Linked DNA regions of Phocoena phocoena: region 2 is linked to region 1. The links are chromatin contacts, called in public Hi-C maps. All regions are on one chromosome and are shown on one strand. The core of a region is the stretch at or near the end of the contact, and the rest is flanking DNA. Distances in the headings are between cores, read along the strand shown. Region 1 holds the start of NXN (nucleoredoxin). Region 2 holds the start of GLOD4 (glyoxalase domain containing 4).

What was found. A called contact is a pair of places that touch in the nucleus more often than the background predicts.
Region 2: a contact with region 1 is called in a Hi-C map of lung, with 9 times the contacts expected there. The contact joins the promoter of GLOD4 here to the promoter of NXN in region 1. A contact is called at or near these places in 2 of 2 Hi-C or Micro-C datasets (kidney and lung).

Annotation. Positions count from the first base shown.
Region 1 is chr19:45,926,303-45,931,998 of mPhoPho1.1, reverse strand. It overlaps NXN (nucleoredoxin), which reads right to left and starts at 2,365. Exons shown (of 8, transcript XM_065897122.1): 1 at 1,926-2,365. The coding sequence starts at 2,297.
Region 2 is chr19:46,077,378-46,083,216 of mPhoPho1.1, reverse strand. GLOD4 (glyoxalase domain containing 4) reads right to left here and starts at 2,064. Exons shown (of 9, transcript XM_065896384.1): 1 at 1,970-2,064. The coding sequence starts at 2,059. MRM3 (mitochondrial rRNA methyltransferase 3) reads left to right here and starts at 2,743. Exons shown (of 3, transcript XM_065896382.1): 1 at 2,743-2,980; 2 at 4,378-4,545. The coding sequence starts at 2,743.

The DNA.
Region 1 (5,696 bases), core at 1,116-3,615:
TCATGTAAAAGGACTGGCCAGAGCACACTGAACTAGGCATGGCCTATGTCATATCAGATATTCTCCTTTTTGGAAAAAAAGCTTTAAGCATTTGCAAAACATCTCAATTTGTCCCATATTTTTTACTATCCAGCAAATTTATTTCCCCCACTTGTTGTGGAGGAAAACACAACAATAGGCCTTAGGTCTGTAACATTTTACCATCACTGTGTATTTGCAAAAGCTAGAATTCATTTGTATTGCCCAATAAGGACATTATTTTACATGGACTTTGGTCTACAACAGAAAATGGACATAACAATGAAAATATTTCTTGATAAATCACTTTCTGGACATTACTCCTCCCCAAAACGATCATAAAAACCACCACCAAGGAAAACAAAGGATTCCCATGTTTTAAAGCAAAAAAGGACTGGCTATTCATATTCAGGCACCATATAAATTAAATATGGTTTAATGACAAGATCACCTTAAAAGTGTTTAAAACGCCAAGCTTTGCCTCTGTGTGGTTAGTGAGCCCATGTTTCTCCAATGTTAAATTTACAAACTGTATTTGTTAAACTGTATTTCATACTTTAAATACGAAGTCTGTACCTTACACTGCTTCCATGGATGATTTACTCGAGACATATGGGGTCACAGTCTAAGCCTTTTACTCGACTAAGTTTAAATCATGCTTCTCAACAAGATTCTGTACACATTAAAGCAGCACATGGCAGCTCTAAACGCCCCCAGAAGAGCCCTTCTCCTGTCCACTCCATAAAATGAGAGTTTCCTCCGGAAAGGAAGGGGCTGGATTCACACGTTGCATCAGGCATACTAATTAAGCAAAAGTGCTCCAAAACTTTTTCTGTTTCGATTCATGGCAAAATTTCCTGAATTCGTTTTATTAAAACAGACATCTTCATCCAACAGACACACTCAAAAATCAAAGCTAATTTCAGCAGCAAACCGGGGGGGGGGGGGGGGCGGGGGGGCGGCGGGAGATGAGAAGTTGACAGCAAGGTATAAATTTCCCCCAATCCTCGTTCTTCCGGTCAATCCGCACCTATGGGATCGGTTCAGCATTTAATTCGATGTCAAGGCAACACTGGCCCACCAACCAAGCAACTAAGAGCTGCACGGACGGGTCTGGTCCGGTGCCCGAGAGGCATCTGGTGAGGATGGCTGGACAGCCAGACAATGAAAGGCTCCCCGGGGGCCACTAGTTCAGCCCGGGGTAGGGGTGGGGGGTGGAGGGAAGGCGAAGGCAGACGAGCGAGCTCCTTCTCGCCCGAAGCCACGGTCAGCGGCCGACACCCCCCCCCCCCGCCTTCAAGGGCGCCTGGCGGCCTAGCCTCGGCCTCCGGGTCCCCGGCCACAGCCGGAGAGAGCCCCAGGAAAGCCCATTTCTCTCGGAAAGAGAGGAAACTTCCTGGTTCAGGCATTATGGGTAGGGGGCTAGCGCCCTCCCCCACCACCACAGGTATCCGCGGGGAGTCTAGCGCTGAGGGAAAGGAAGCGGCCCCTCCCTGCGCCTCTGCCTGGGGGTGGGGGTCACCGAGTCGCGACCCCCGAGGACAGCCACCCCCTACTCGAGGCTTCCCACCATGGGGGAACCGGGCTCTCGACTCCCCAGGACGCGAGTCGGGATCCCAGGGGTTTCAAACTTCCCCAGCGGGCGCGGCCTGGCATCGGCACAGAGGAGTTGCCGCGGGAGCCGCTAGCCGGCGAGGTTCCAGGACGGGGAGGCGGGCAAAGGCAGGCGACGCTGAGGTGCAGGAGGGGAAGCTCGTGCACGACGGAGGAGGGGGCGGAGGGGGCGGAGGGGACGCCGGGGGTGGGGGGTGGCGGCGAGGACCCGGTTCCCGGGAACTCGCGGGCTGCGCACCCAGGCCGGGGACGCCGACGAGGCCGGAGCCGCCGACGAGGCCGGCGCAGCTCACCTTCCTGTGCTTCTCCTTGTAGGGCAGCGCCAACCACGGCATGTCCCGCACGAAGTCCTGCCACTGCCGCTGGTCCTGGTCCGAGGACACGAAGACAATCTCCAGGCGGCGCCGCGACTCGGGTTCCGCCGCCGCCCCGGCCCCCGGCCCCGGGCCGGCCCCAGCCCCTGGCCCGGCCGCCGCGTCCCCCCGCAGGCGGCCGTAGAAGGCGGCCAGGCTGGCGCTGAGCTGCGCGCAGGGGGCGCTCAGGCTACAGCCGAAGTAGAGCCCGAGCAGCGAGATGCCGCGGGCAGCCAACGAGTGCACGTCCACCTCCTCGCCGCCGCCCGTCACCAGCTTCTCTCCCAGCAGCTCCTCCAGGAAACCCGACATCCTGGCCCACCGCTGCCCGGGCACGCGGGCACCCGGGCAGGCAGGCGGCGGCGACCGCGCTCCCTCGGTCCGCGCGGCGGGTAGAGGCGACAGCAGCAGCGGTGGCGGCGGCGGCGGGCAATGGGGAAAAGAAAGCCCCGCCCGTGGGGCCCGCCCACGCCACGCCCCCTTTGTAGCAGTGCTAGCCGCCTAGGCACTGGCTGCTGCAGAGGGCGTAGGGGGCGCGGGCTCCCGCCGCGTGGCCGAAGTGCTCGGGAGACAACCCTGGCGGAGGACTTCCCATCTTCACACAATGTTACCTTCATCACGCTAGGTCTTGCTTGGCACTTACTTCTCTGTATGTTTCGTGTTCTCTACTATAAGAGGACTGGAGGACGCCACCTCTTTTATTTCTTGTGTAGCTTGTGATCTAGTGCTAGGCACATGTGAGGGAATCCATAAGTACTTGTGGGTTGATCGCAGGTCTCACTGTGGGATTTCAGTCCCCAGGTCGCCGCGGCCATTTCCTCACCAGCGATTGGCTCTCTTCCATCTCCACAAATATAGGGACCAGATACCACGGCATCTCTAAATCGAAGCTGGCTGCTTTCCTGAACCGGTTCCGTGGCTTCTATTAAGTCTGTTGATAGTTGAGAAAAATTCTAGGGATTTTTTCCCCCAGCTGGCAAGACGCTACCCTATGGTTAAAAAGAATCTGGATTAAACAGGTGGTCGGTGGCAAGTCTTCCGGCCTCCCCACCCTGACACACACACAGTCGAAAAAGTAAAATGTACACCATGCCCACCCGCAACAGAGGAACAACAGTGTGTCCGCTCAGCTACCAACAGCCCAGTGAAAGGATGGGACGCCCCTCTCACAGCCCTCCACCAGGCTTTTGCAAGTTATTTCTTGGACATCTACCGCCATCTAGTGGAAAGGTTGAAAAAGAAAACGAGATACTGGCAGCCAAGCAGAATGTCTATAGCGGCTTTCCACACATGCAAACACACACACACAAATCATAGCCTGCTTTACAAGAGTTCATTTAAACCTCAGAATATAACTGCAAGCTTTGGGCACAAACACAAATCTTCACGCTTAAGGTTCCCAATTTTCTGGGATAGAACATGGAATTGTACTAGTTTTTGGTTCAGTGAAATGTTACGACATAAAGCGGTGAAAGAAGTGGAGAGGTGGAGGCGGGCGCCACGAGTGGACTGGCAATCTCTTGAAACGATATCTACTTTCTCAGCATCCACCTAACACTGCTGCTCATTTCACAAATAGGATCTTTGGACTGAGGATTGCCTTTAGGCAGGCAAGAGACCTATGATAAAGGCGAATTCCAAGCTCATTTTTAGTGTCATGCCAAAATTCTGTGCGACTGCAGGGACAGTATTATTATCCAACACATGGAAAGCATCGCTTTTTAGTGAAAACATGTAAAAGCTATTAACATAGCAGACATTAAGTTGTTAGATATCTTTTAAAATACTGAAAGTGGGTTAAAGTGTTTTATTTTCTCATCCAAATCATATTTGAAACACCCGTGGGTGGGTTACATCAGGCCCCATCCAAAGCATGTGAGACAGATAGATTCCTACACCCTGACGTTTTCAAGTGAACACTGAAGATATGGAAGGGGACCATAAACATCCTATGGAAGACGAGGGACAAAGTATTTGGTGTGGAGGGAGGTGAGGAGGGAATTAGGGGGGATTGCAAATTGGGGAAATAGTGAAGTCATTATTAAAGTACTTAACTTTGGTATACTATACGCAAGTCTGTATAAAGAGGTGGTATGTTCAGCATTTTCCTTTTATTATTTGACAGGAAAGCACTTTCTACTGGAGTGTGTCCAAACCAGCATCTGGCACCTGGGAAAGTGAGAGTTTGAACATACTGCACATGAAATACAGATAAAATTTAGAGAGTTGTTGGTGCAGCAGGCCTTGGTTAGATGCCAAATACTGCAGCTGCCTTTTAAAGGGGTGTGGAAAGAGGGGATTTGCAATGGAAATGATTCCAAAATCATAGTTCTAGTGGGTGTTTGTTACAAGAAGAAGCCTGAGGAGACTCACTGGGCTTCCTGTAAAGAATAGCCAACATCCTTTGGCTTATGGAAAGCACTCTCTCTGAGTACACGGTTCAAGAGGCCCACTTAAAGAAAATGTCCCAAGTGGTATTTAGCTAGTTAGGTTACATGAATTGACCTGCTATTCTGCAAATTATTATTGTTTTAAAATATGTGTTAGGGAGCCACAACATACCTGACATTTACAGCACTTACATATTACAGTTTTTCTTTGGGGAAACTGCATTCTAAGGCACATGATGTCATACAAAACATGCACAGAACAAATACATATTTGTCACCTTTAAGATTCATAAATCACATTCCTTGGTCTTCAGTTATAGTAGCATAAGTGCACAAAGATGTATGTGTACAGATAGTTATTGATACACTGGTGAAATCAGAAAAAGACTGGAAAGAGCCTAACTATGTATCAATGAGGAGGATTAAAGGATGGCACATTCATCATTTGGGATACAATCTAGTCATTGAAAGGAATTAAGGAGATGTACACTGTATCAGCACAGAGCTCTGTGTCTGTGCTCTCCAGAGAAAGAGAACCAATATAGAGAGAGATTTGCTATAAGGAATTGGTTCACATGATTATGGAGACTGAGAAGTCCCAAGGTCTGCAGTCAGCAAGCTAGAGACTCAGATAACTGATGGTATAGTTAGTTCCAGTCTGAGTCCAAAGACTGGAAAATCAGGGGAGCTGATGGTGTAAGTTCTAGTCTGTATTGAGTCCAAAGGCAGGGGAAGACCTATGTCCCAGCTCTAAGACAGGCAGAGAGAGTGAATTCTCCCTTACTTTTTATTCTATCCAGGCCTTCAACTGATTGGATGAGGCCCACCCACATTGGGAAGGCAACCTGCTTTACTCTGTCTACTGCTTTACATGTTAATCTCATCCAGAAACACCCTCACAGACACACCCAGAATAATGTTTAACCAAATATCTGGATACTCGGGACTTCCCTGGTGGCACAGTGGTTAAGACTCCATGTTCCCAATGCAGGGGGCATGGGTTCGATCCCTGGTCAGGGAACTAGATCCTGCCTGCATGCCATAACTAAGAGTTCGCATGCCACAACTAAGGAGCCCGTATGTCACAACTAAGGAGCCAGGTGAGCCGCAACTAAGGACCCTGAAAGCCACAACTAAGGAGCCTGCCTGCCGCAACTAAGAGCTGGCACAAACAAATAAATAAATAAATATTTTTAAAAGTATCTGGGTACTCTGCACCCCAGTCAATTTGACACACAAAATTAAACATCACATGTCTACCCCTTGTCAACTTGGCACCCATATGCATCTCCTTAAACCATACTTACTCTCCAAATAAAGA
Region 2 (5,839 bases), core at 815-3,314, 150 kb before region 1:
CATTGGCTGTTCAGTTTTTCTAGTATACTCCTCCCTCTAATCTACGTCTATGGATATCCCACCTATCTTTAGAGCTCACCTCAAGTACAAGGTCTCCATGAATTATTTCCTGTGGACCAGGTTAGAGTTAAAGCTCTCCTACTGTTGTACTTTTATAATAATGGTAGCTAACACTTACATAATACATACCATGTGTCAAATACTACACATATAATAATGTGTTTAATCTTTACAACCACCCTTTTATCAATGAGGAAACACATTAAGAGAGAGCTCTGTGGTTTTCTATCATCAAATTTCAAGTACCGTTACCATCAGCAATGTACAATTCCCACCCCCATTCCAAGCCAGGAGCTTTAATTGAGGACAGATACCAGGGTTATTTTCATCTTTGTCACCAAAGCCCAACACAGAACCATGAAGCGGGTGATGTTTTTTAAATGACTGATGAATTCAGGTAACTCCCTTTGCACTCCATGTCTCCTGCGGTGTCTCTACATTAAATCACACTCTTGCACACTGTAAACAAAGAATGTCGCCTGCAACTCCATTTCTACAAGGACCAGGGCATCAGCTACTGCAGTGGCCCACCAACAGTGCACCTTGAAGGGAATTCAGGATGGAGAAAAACAAGAAGCATTCCATGCTTTGGATGCTGGCCCTAGATATTTAAGATGCATATCTAAGGAATAATTTCAATGAATCCAGAACCCATCTTCTGGGACTACCCTGGTGGTGCAGTCGTTAAGAATCCGCCTGCCGATGCAGGGGACCACTTCCTGGACCGGGAAGATCCCACGTGCCGTGAAGCAATTTACCCATGCGCCACAACTACTGAGCCTGCACCCTAGAACCCCCAAGCCACAACTACTGAAGCCCACGCGCCTAGAGCCCATGCTCCGCAACAAGACAAGCCACCGCAATGAGAAGCCCGCGCACCGCAGTGAAGAGCAGCCCCCACTCGCCGCAACTAGAGAAAGCCCGTGCTTAGCAACGAAGACCCAATGCAGCCAAAAATAAATAAATAAATTTATTTTTTAAAATCCCAAGTTAAAAAAAAAGAAAGAAGCATTAACTTGAGATGTCTGTTTTTGTGATTAGCAGTAATCTTTTGATGTTCAACTACGTGGTTTTGGGTTTTATTCCCCCCCCAGAAAAAAACTCATATATATTCTAGCTCCGCCCTTGCCTCTTCGGGGCAGTTCCTCAGAGCTATCTGAGAGGCTGTCTTCCAGGCTATAGTCCTCAGTAAGGTTCCCAAAAAGAACTTAACTCGAAAATTTTAGGTTGTGCATTTTTGTTTCAGTTGACAACATCTAAAGTCCCTGGTTATCAGGAAGCTCCCCAATAGCTTCCACCAGCTCTTGCCACCCAGGTGATCTCTGCAGAATCACAGCTGCTCAGAGCTGGAGAGAGGCGACTTCCAGGTGTTGGGAGACAAGGATGGGTTCTCACTTCACACTTAGATCTGGACTATGGAGAGAAGAATTGGAGCACTCACCCAGAGACTCAATATCCAAGAGACCATTCAAACCAGCAACAAGAGAAGCAGAACTCTGACTAATGCTGATATCTAAACCGAAAGGCTCCAAACCAGAAGAGAGTCATTGTTCACCGGAGGAGTATTATATATAACTTTTTATTTACTACCTTTCCCACTAGACTAGAAGCTTCGCAAGGGCAGGAATAAACATTCGTGAATAAACTTAACTGAAAGGACATGTGTGGGCACACAATCGGCCACTAGTAAGTGTGACCCCCTTTCAAAGTCCATCTAGCCCAAGCCGCGACTCACGACTCTTCCTGAAGTTGAAAACCACAGAGCTAATGGGAAGTCTAGGGGCTAAGGTCGGACACCCGGGTTCCCGCTGAAATCCACATCACACCCTTTTCTCCCCTCCCTCGGCCATGTGGGGCTCAGCCTCCCGCTACCCCCTCGCGCGCCAACCCCTCTCCGCCCCGTCTCCACCTTCATTCCCAGAACATCACGATAGAAACACGCCGTCTGGAAGCGGTTTCCCACTTTGAACACGAAGTGCAGAGACCGACGAGTCGCCATGACCAGCCGTTACTCGTACAGCGCCGCACCGCCCACAGAGGACGCCGGCGCGGTAGTGACGTCACTGATCGCCGCCGGCGCGCCTTCGTGACGCAGCTCACAGCGCAGGGGAAGATGGCGGTGCTGCTGGAGCGCGCCTGTTGGGCCACGCGACAGTTGTTGCCGGTGGTGCGGACTTGGGAACTCGATGCGCGGCGCTGGGTCCGGGCGCTGCGGCGCAGCCCCGTGAAAGTGGTGTTTCCATCAGGTCAGGTCGTGGAACGAAAGCCCGGTCCCGGGAAGGAGCCTCGGAAGGCGGCGGCAGAGGCCAGTCCCCGCGAGCAGCGACTGAAGCAGTCGCGTCAGGTGCCCCCATCCCAGACCCCCAGCACCTGGGAAGAGTCGGGGCTTCGCTATGATAAGGCTTTCCCTGGAGACAAAAGGCTGAGGTGATGTGTTCCTGAGGCTTGTCGAGTTTTCTCGTTTCTCTTTCCCCTCACAACGAGACCTTGACCTCTTTCCTCCCGTTGGAGGACTTCTTGAAGCACAACTCACTGGTTTTTATTACGCATGGAGGGCAGATAAGTGTCTAACAGTTCGTTTCTTTCCCTGCGAAGCTCTTCATGTCTGTTAGAACTAGATGTGTCTCCGTAACGAGGATGTTGGTAATTACCCGTCTTTTTGTTTCCACCCACAGCAGTGTGATGACAGTAGTTAAGTCCAGGCAGTTTCGGGAAAAGCAAGGGAAGATCCTGTTGGAAGGTCGTAGGCTGATTGCAGATGCTCTCAAGGCTGGTGCTGTGCCCAAAGTTTTCTTCTTTAGCCGTCTGGAATACATAAAGGAGCTGCCCATTGAGAAGCTGAAAGGTGTTAGCCTCATTAAGGTGAAATTTGAGGATGTCAAGGATTGGTCCGACCTAGTAACACCACAAGGAATAATGGGTCAGTGGTTATCCAGTGTGTCTCTAGAAGTAGAGACTTGGGATTATTTGTTCATATTTGTCTCAGGGCAACAAATTTTATTTAAACCAAATTCAAAATATTACGGTGCCTAACCTTTTCTTAAGACGCCCAGAAAAATACAGTTCTCAAATCTGTGCATCTTGTATCTTCAGTGGAGACTCAAGCCATTTTTTTGTCATTTGTATTGTGGTTTTTTTATAGTCTCTAGGGGATAATCAGTCTTCCTCAGACCTTATTTTTTTGGGGGGGTCACTTCTTCAACCTTAAGTGTTCAATTAAAAATTAAGAAAATGTTGGGAATTCCCTGGTGGTCCAATGGTTAGGACTCGGTGCTTTCACTGCTGTGGGCCCAGGTTCCGGGGAATTAAGATCCCGAAAGCCACGAGGCACGGCCAAAAACAAAAAAATTAAAATGTTTACCAAAAGATTTACCCTCTATTTTCACAAAACCTTTGCCAGTGTGGTAATACCTATATATTGTTGACCCCCTTATTCTAGAAGCAGGTCTGAGCAGTAAGCTGCAATTTATCGCCCGGTTTAGCCTGTTGAACAGGAAACCTTGTCTTCATTTGATTGAATCCAACTCAAGATTCTAATAGACTGTCTGTTAGCACTTAGAAAGTCTTTTTTCTAAATGTGGAAAGACTAAACTCTTTATACTTTTTTTGCCATTCAAGATACGAGAATCAAATGTGTGAGTATAGAGATTTCTCTTGGATAGTAAGGGATCGTTGGGGCAGGGAAGGCGTTTTCTTCAAGATTCTAATGTTGAGGCCAGGGCCTCTCACACCAGTTGTACATGCATATTCCCTGTAGTGGGCTCACTGTATAGCTGTTAGTTGGGAGGGGAAATTCTGGGGACAGTCTCTTGTTTCTGTAACCCAGCAAATCCTAGGAATCTTTGCCCCCGTGCCCAGAACTCTCCCATAGGGTGGGGACTTGGACTACTAAAGTCCTCCACTCAGTCTAAGTAACTGTGCTCTTATTAGCTATAGTTGTCCTTGGTAAGGACCCGGGTTTGATCTCTGGTCGGGGAACTAAGATCCCACAAGCCAGGCAGTGAGGCCCAAAAACAAAAAAAAAAATAACTAGGTTACAGAATAATTTCATAGAGTGTGATTTTTTTTTTTTTGGTAAAAGAAAAAGCACTTATATATGGGTAGATGGACATACATGTAGGGAGATGCATGGAACAGGTTCTGAAAGGATACACTCCAAAGTTGAAAACAGTTATGAGGGAGAGGAGGGCACTGAATTTCTCGATCAGAATGTGTTCATCTAGTACATAATTAAGAATACACAAAGAATGATAAATAAATGAAAAGTCAGATTACTCCCCATGCCAGACAAATGAACCACCTTTTTTGTTTCTTTAGGGATTTTTGCCAAACCTGACCACGTCAAGATGACATACCCAGAGTCTCAGCTTCTCCACACACTGCCCATATTGTTGATTTGTGACAATCTCCGCGACCCTGGGAACCTGGGGACAATTCTGCGATCTGCTGCGGGCGCAGGCTGCAGCAAAGTGTTGCTCACCAAAGGTAAGAGCACCTGCTACTGGGTGGATTAGGTGGCTGTTTGTAAGTGAGCTGGCTCTGTGGGCAGACATGTATGTATCTGAATCTTGGATTTGTCCCCTGGTAGCTATGTGTAAGCAGTATTCTGAATGTCAATTTCCTCATCTGTAAAGTGGGCATAACAGAATCTACCTGGTAAGGTTGTTCTGAGGATTAAGTGAGATGATGAATATCAAGTACTTAGCACCGTGCCTGGCACACTCATTCATGTTGATTATCTTTAAAGTTATTTTGACACCTGCTACGTTATTAAAGAACTTATAATTAGTCAGGGAAGAAACAGATGCTGGTTTGAACACTTGGTTATCTCCTCTCATCAGAAACGGGAATTAGTAGCCTTGGTTCCAAACAGACTTGCCTAACAGTTGGGACATGCCTGAAAGGGCTATTACAACCCGGGGGGAGCAGGGAGGGAGAGGATCATTCATCAGAAACAGTCAAGCTACCATTTGGTGTAAACTGAAGTGGTCCCGTTGCTGAGACTCGCCTGAATTGCTCCTGACAGCTCCTCGTCCCTGTCAGGCCTCGCTGGGATGCATCTCTCCGCTGGGATGAGTGAGGTGCGAGGTTCCATCATCAGTACCCCACTCACCTGCCTCACTGTTGAGACCTTGGAAAGCAGGTGTGGTCTGGGAATGCACCTGTATAATCCAGGCAGTGTGGTTTCCACGTTGATGCTGGTGGATGGTGTGTGAGAGGTAGGGAAAGAGTAGGAACACTTGGTGTGGTGGCCAGTGCTGAGGACACCAGGATGAGGGGGAGTCTCACCTTGTCCCTTGCTCCCCACCGGTGGAGGGGTCAGACTAGATGGCGCCCCTCCAGTCTGGGCCCCTCTTCTGCCCGCCCCGCCTGCCACCTCTTGGCACACGGCCCACTTTCCATGCCTTGTTCCTGTGGTTGGGGATCCATGTGAACAGTGTACATTCTGCATGTCTTTTTTTCCTTTATAAACTTGGTTTGCCTACTTAACCTATCCTGAAGTTTGACAGGCTAACTTCTAATATAACTTAGAATGAGGAGACTCGTGCTAACAAGTCAGCGAGGATAGCGGATATGTGGTGCCCTGGTCCTGCTGTCTCCCGACCTGTGGGAAAGGCCAGGTGTCTGCTGATGCATAGAGGTGGTTGGGTTTAGCACGACTGCACGGAAGGGAGAGGAAGTGTGTATGGAAGAAAGGGCTGTGGCCTTGGTTCTCCCTGGATTACTATAATTGCCTCCAGTCTAATTTCCCCATTTCTAGCATCTTCCTTGCTCCAAT